2 separate regions of the Sus scrofa genome follow, and region 2 is linked to region 1. Evidence: chromatin contacts called from public promoter capture Hi-C data. All regions are on one chromosome and are shown on one strand. The core of a region is the stretch at or near the end of the contact, and the rest is flanking DNA. Distances in the headings are between cores, read along the strand shown. Region 1 holds the start of SRRM1 (serine/arginine repetitive matrix protein 1). Region 2 holds the start of SYF2 (pre-mRNA-splicing factor SYF2).

Evidence for each region. Promoter capture Hi-C pulls out the DNA fragments that hold promoters and counts their contacts.
Region 2: a contact with region 1 is called in a promoter capture Hi-C map of liver, with 5 times the contacts expected there. The contact joins the promoter of SYF2 here to the promoter of SRRM1 in region 1. A contact is called at or near these places in 2 of 5 promoter capture datasets (fetal liver and liver) and 1 of 2 datasets of contacts at active chromatin or transcription factors (alveolar macrophages).

Annotation. Positions count from the first base shown.
Region 1 is chr6:82,307,531-82,310,964 of Sscrofa11.1, reverse strand. It overlaps SRRM1 (serine/arginine repetitive matrix protein 1), which reads right to left and starts at 1,773. Exons shown (of 16, transcript XM_021095577.1): 1 at 1,478-1,773. The coding sequence starts at 1,498. It also overlaps the pseudogene LOC100522323.
Region 2 is chr6:82,841,918-82,845,351 of Sscrofa11.1, reverse strand. SYF2 (pre-mRNA-splicing factor SYF2) reads left to right here and starts at 1,868. Exons shown (of 7, transcript XM_021095593.1): 1 at 1,868-1,988; 2 at 2,211-2,321. The coding sequence starts at 1,962.

The DNA of each region.
Region 1 (3,434 bases), core at 524-3,023:
TTTCTGTTGGAACTCTCTTCCGAGGGAAAGTGACAATAACAAGAAAAAATTAAAAGAACAGACTTGTTTCAAAAGAATACATTCAGACTACAGGATATGTTGAGTATTTACCACAAAAAAACTTTGATGGAAATCACAAAATGGAGAGTTCATCTGCAGTGTGAAAATTTGATATAAACTCACTGGAAACGATCATTACATAAATAACTATAGTACTGTTTGCATAACCTAAGAACAATCAAACAACCGGCTGTATCAAATTCTTGGAATAACACTTCAACCTTTAATGAAAAACTAGTTGGCACATTTAAAGCCAAGACAAAAGGCATTTCAATGCTAGCTTTGGAGTGTCAAGACATATCTTAAAGTCCCGGTCTTACCCTCTTTTATCTTTTCCTTTAAACACACAGAAACTGCATGTAACATGCTCCAGGGAATGGAAAGAGCCAATATGCACTACAGATTCTGACTTAAATCAACTGGTCTCTATATGGTCCGTTCTGCCTTAAAAAGAATTTGCAAACTCTAGTCCAATCAGTGTCACTTCCCACCCATCGAGATCTCGAATGGGTCCTACGGGAGTGTAAAAGGGGACCAAAAGAGTCCAGCACGCGCCCGGTAAAAGTATGGGCCCTGAGGGCCAACTACGACGAGAAAACGTCCCCATCTCCAGGTGATGGGCGAGAATCAAGAGGAACCTTTTCACCAAAAAGATTTTCAAGAGAACGTTCACAGGGGGTGGGGGGCGGTGAGCGGGAACGAAGAGTAGATCCACTCCATACCCCTGCCTCCACAAACGCGCATACTTTTTGTTGCACCCTCTGCCTGGAGTCTCAGACTCAAACGTTCTAACTACAAATTATCTGCATTCCCCTCCCTGAAGGGCTATCAAATTGGGCGGGAGCTCCCGCGAACTCTGACCCGGAGCCTTCGGGAAGGCTTAGACCAAGAGGGAGGGCGCGCGAGGCGCGGGGGGAGGGGGTTTGGTGCCCGCTTTCTCAAGAAAAGCGGCTCAAGGCTGCTTCCGGTCCTCTCACCCGCTCTCCTGAGGCGGTACCCCCAAACCTGTCCTCCCCAGGGCCCTCCTGCCGCCAGTCACCTCAGGGTTTCCCTCCGGCCTCCCCCCAGGGACTTCCTCCTCGCGGGTCCGCTAGGCCCCAGGACCCGGTGGGGCGCGCGGCTCTCCCTGCAGGCCCTGCCAGGGAGGCGGGCGGGAAGGTACCGCTCAGGCCCATTCCCGCCGCCATTTTCCGGCGACCGTCGCTGCCGCGTAGGGGGGACGATCCCGGAGGAGGAGACTGCGCAGGGGCGCACCGGTCCCCGCCGCAGGGTAGTGGGGAAGCGTCCACTGGCAACGAGGATCCTCAGGATCTTCGAAGTCTCCGCTCGCTGGCCACCCCATCTCGAGTTTAGGCCTCCTGCTGGGCCTTTTCGATAAGCCCCTCACCTCACCCCAGATCCCCGCGCTCCTACTTACGCGGAAGAATCCCGCGTCCATCTTGCTGCCTCGCTCGGAGATCGCTCCCTATCCCAAGGTGCACCGCGCCACCGCGACGGAGGGCGGGACCGGCAGGGAAAGCCGAGCGCCGGGACGCAGCTCGCGCTGCTCCACCCGCCCTTCCAGCGGACACGAGGCCGCGCTTGCTCAGTGTGGAGAGCGCTCGCCAAGTGTGCGCACGCGCGTTCCGGGAGGCGGGCTGCTACCGGACTCCGAGCTTCTCCAGTGGCCAGTCCTTGAGGAGAGCCTCGCGACCACAGCCAATGGGAGCGAGCAAGAGAGTGTCGTCCGGTCGCCCCGCCCTGCAAAACCTTTTGTGGCGCTTAACCAGCCTTGTTCGCTCAGCGTGAATTGACCCTTCCTTCGACCCGTAGTGGGGGCGGCTTTCTGCCCCCCCCCGGGGGGGGGCTCCATGGAGAGCTTGTGGAGAAAGGCTGTTACCTCAGGGTGACGCTTGTGAGGCCGCTCTTGCGCAGAGGAGAAGCCTGCGGCCTCCGCTTTCGTTAGAAAAGTTGTGATTGTGTTGCTTTTACGAGTTTCCAGTTATCGAGGTCGGCCCTGAAGTAGTCGAGCTCTGTACTATGAATGAAATCTGCGTTTTGGTCCCGCACCCTCGACTTCCGCTACAACTCCTTAGCTTTGGGGAGAAGCTGGAAATGTCCGTTAGATGAGTTTCGGAACCGGCAGGAAGCTGATGAGAGCCGGGGCCCCCGGGCAGAGTCTGACGGAAAGGAAGCCGGCCTTCAGGCTTCGGGACTTTCGGAGCTCACGTGTGCCTCACCGGCCCAGCTCTGGCTGCGAGGGCCTGCAACCGGATGCCTTCTGCCTCCTTTCCTTTATGCACTCTCTTTTTCTCTGAAAGGGAACATGTGACCCTTCTCTAGCCATCTTTTGTAACGTAACCACACACACACACCCCCCCCAACACACACTTGCCTCCCTTTCCTGATTTTTGTTCACAATGTATTCACTCTCTTGGCTTCAAATACCAATTCTGCCAACAACTTCATAGGTTTCCAGCTCAAGGCCTCTCCTCTGAGCTTCGAACATGTATTGGCAACGTCCTGTTCAATGTTTCCGCTTGGACAGACGTCACGAACGTAACATAAGTAGGAACTGGGCTCCTCGTTTCTCCTGTTCTGCCTGGAACTCCCTCCCTCCACCCTCCACCAGGCCAAAAACCCGACCTGTCCCTCCCAAAGTCTTCCCTACCTCAGTTGATGGCAGTATCTTTCCTTTTGTTTAAGATACAAGCCTTGGTTGTTAATCTCGATTCCTCTTGGAGTTCCCATTGTGGCTCATTGGTAACAAATCCCTACTAGTATCCATGATGACACGGATTCGATCCCTGTCCTTGCACAGGAGGGTAAGGATCTCCTGTTGCTGTGGTTGTGGCATAGGCCTGCGGCTGTAGCTCCCATTCGAACCCTAGCCTGAGAACTTCCGTATGCCAAAGGTGTGGCCCTAAAAAAGAAAAAAAAAAAGCTGGACTCCTCTTCCTCCCACATCTCACTGCCAAACCATCAAGAAACCCACTCTGCTATCGTCTAGGTTCAAAGCACCATCATCTTTGGCCTGAACTTCTGCCCTAGCCTCCTATCTGGTTTCCCTGCTTCTACCCTTGCGGATCAGCATCTGTTCTAAATGCACCAGAGTGAGCCCGTTGGAAAACCTTAGGCAAGTCACTCAAGCTCAAAACCTCCCAATACCTCCTCCTTTTCTCCAGCAAAGGTGGAATCCCAGGAAATGGAAATGCCCCCACATCTTTTTTTTTTTTTTTTTTTGCCTTTTTTTCTAGGGCCACTCCCTTGGCATATGGAGGTTCCCAGGCTAGGGGTCTAATCGGAGCTGTAGCCACCCGCCTACGCCACAGTCACAGCAATTCGGGATCCAAGCCACGTCTGCGACCTACACCACAGCTTACACAATGCCGGAT
Region 2 (3,434 bases), core at 619-3,118, 530 kb before region 1:
TTTTTCTTTTACAAAAAACTGAAACAATTTTTGTTTTTGTTTTTGTCTTTTTAGTGCCTTATCAGCAGCATATGGAGGTTCCTAGGCTAGGGAACTGAAACCTGAGACCTTCTGGTGCAGGGCTTGCACCTCGACCTCTCTTTGAGCAACAGCATACAAAGAAACTATAGGGGATTAAAAATAACTGGGGCAAATTGTGAACAAGATACAAAAAGACCAAAAACTCAACTGCCACTTCTGAGGTGTTGGGAGCAAAAGCAGAGTACTGTGCATGATCCCTGCACACAGCGCCACCAAGGGGCTGGGCCGACCACCTAGGCAGCCCCTTCAGCGGGGACACATGGATCAGCTCCTACCCTCACCCCAAATAAAGGACCAGCTCCCTGTCCCCCTCAGGGAACAAGCAAGGGCACCTATTTCTCGTTTTCACTCCTTCCTGCTGCAGTACAAATCCTAATAAAAGTCATGCCTGAATTTCTCATCTGTCCTCTTATCAATTTCTACTGATTACACAGTCTAAGAACCCTGGTCATTAATACTACCCGCAATATTTGTTTTGTTGTTGGTTGTTTTGGTTTTTTTTAGGGCCGCACCCAAGGCATTGGAGGTTCCCAGGCTAGGGGTCCAATCGGAGTTACAGCTGCTGGCCTATATACCACAGCTCACGGCAACACCAGATCCTTAACCCACTGAGTGAGGCCAGGGATCGAACCCGTGTCCTCATGGATACTAGTTGGGTTCGTTAACCTCTGAGCCACGACGGGAACTCCGAACTTAAAGATTTTTGTCATGGTATTTTCCAGTTCCAAAAAACAAAAACAATAACCCACTGAGATTCTGACAGAATAACATCACATTTATACTGAGATACCCTTGTACTATTATGTTTATATTTTGTCTTCCAACCAGAAATCCCTTCGTTATTAATGGAAATTTAACTTTTTTTTTTTCTTCTGTCTTTTTGCATTTTCTTGAGCCACTCCTACGGCATATGGAGGTTCCCAGGCTAAGGGTCTAATCGGAGCTGTAGCCACCAGCCTATGCCAGAGCCACAGCAACGCAGGATCCGAGCTGTATCTGCGCCCCACACCACAGCTCACGGCAATGCCGGATCCTTAACCCACTGAGCAAGGCTGGGGAACGAACCTGCAACCTCATGGTTCCTAGTGAGATTCGTTAACCATTGCGCCACGGCGGGAACTCCCTGGAAATTTAACTTTCTGTATTTCAAATTATTTCATTTCTTTCTTCCGGCTATCATTCAAATCTTATATCTAGGTATCTTTTCATTTGGAGGATTACTTTTTCATTTCCACCTCTAATTAAGTTTTAGTGAAGAAAAAATATTTTCGTATATTCCTCCTGTTTCCAGAATCTTACCGAATTATATTAATATCTTCAACTCTTATTAATTCTGGCTCAGTCTCCCTGCTAGGCACGGAAGAAGGAACAGGACGGGACAGGCCCTGCTCTCCTGCAGTTTATAACGTTGGGGGAAAAGAAAAAAGAACAGATGAGAAAAATATCTTAAAATACTGCCATATGACGGTCCCTAGGGCCTACGCGAAACAGCGTCGTCAGGGAAGACCTGCTTCGGAGGAGGTGACACGGAAGCTAAGCGCTAAAGGGAAAGCCCTTTCCGTTGAAGAGTACAATACACAGTTGAGGCGACTTTGCACCGTACCCCCATTAGGCCATTCCTACCCAGTCAATCTTTCCGCAACACTTCACACCCTTTTCCAACTCGCCCCTCCCCGTCCCCGGGCCTTTTGCGGCTGCGCAAGGCCTTGCCCAATAGAAAACCTCTCACGTCTGAAAGAGGCAAAGATTCGTCCCAATTGCCTGAGGCTTCCTGGAAGGGGCGGGACTTACGCTAGTTACTAACCTGTACTGACGCGGCAGTCCAAAGGCTGGCGGAAGTGCTCCGAGTTGTTGCCGGAAGTGGGAAAGGAAAGGCTGTAATGGCGGCTGCTACTCTGGTCGAGAAGGTAAGTGACGCCGGCCTTACCCAGGGGTTTTAGTTAGGGCGCCGGTGGTTGGCAAGGGCGAGAGGTGGAGGAGATGCTTGTGTTTCAGACTAGGAAAGTACAGCTACTGTGGGGTCTGGGTCGGCTCTGAGCTTCCGGCCTGGTGGGACTTGTGGGGAATCGCTTGGGCCTTCCGGGAAGAAGTCGAACTGGCCCCACTCTAGCCTGTCCTCCTCGCTGTAGGTGCCGGGGAACGGCGCAGAAGAGCAGCAGCCCCCACTGGGGCCCGAGGAGCTAGCCGCCCAGAAGCGCGAACAGAGACTGCGCAAATTCCGGGAACTGCATCTGAAGCGGGTGAGTAGCCAGAGAGGCCCGCTGAGACCTTTTACCCGGCCGGGGCCGTGCGCGTTTCTGGAGGGACGAGGAGGCCGCGCCCGCGCGTGTGACAGGCCCGCAGGGCAGGATAAAAGTTCCGTTCCGGTAGTTCTCAACCCTCGCAGTACATTGGAGTCACTTTTGGAAAGGGACATGCTCTCTCCAGCCCTCCTCCCACCCACATCTGTTTTAACTTAGTTGGGCTGGTTTGGGCATTTATCTTACTAACAACCTCCCTGCTGTGTGATTTGTATAAACTCTTCATTGTATCTAGGGAAATATATATGGAAGAAACTCGTCCATGTTAGCAAGAGTTGGTTGTCGCTTCATTGAAAAGTACTCAGCAAATCTCGGAAAGTCTGTAGGGTCAGTAGTTCAGCTAGTTGGTGGGGAACCAGATGAGTAAGATAAGGCCTCTGTTCTTAAGTCGAGGAGAGAATTTTCTGGCTAGAAATTACACTGTTGTTAAAAAATTATATTGTAAATATTGTTAAAAAATATATGTTGTAAAATTGAGATAGGAACAAAGAACCTTGGGAGTGCAGAGGAGGAGATATTGTTGCAGTTTGGGGGACCTCAGGGAGTGTCTCCTATAAGAGATGACACCTAAACTACTGCTTGAAAGATGAGTAAGATATTAACATAAAAATGAAATGTCCAAAATATTTACACAAAGGCGGAGTTCCCATTGTGGCTCAGTGGTTAACAAATCCGTCTAGGAACCAAGAGGTTGTGAGTTTGATCCCTGGCCTTGCTCAGTGGGTTAAGGATCTGGCGTTGCCCTGAGCTGTGGTGTGGGGCGCAGATACAGCTTGGATCCCGCGTTTCTGTGGCTGTGGCGTAGGCCAGCAGCTACTTCTCCGATTCTACCCCCTAGCCTGGAAACCTCCATATGCTGCAGGAGCGGCCCTAGAAATGGCAGAAAGACAAAAACAAAACCAAAATATGTACACAAAGGGAAGAAATGCAATGGAAGAGAATTCATATCTGAGATAGGAGTCCAGCAAACAATTGGCTACAGTTGGAGCCAAGAAACAAAAAAGCATTTCTTGACTGTTTCAACTCAGTGGCCTGACAGCTTTGCCATGGTTT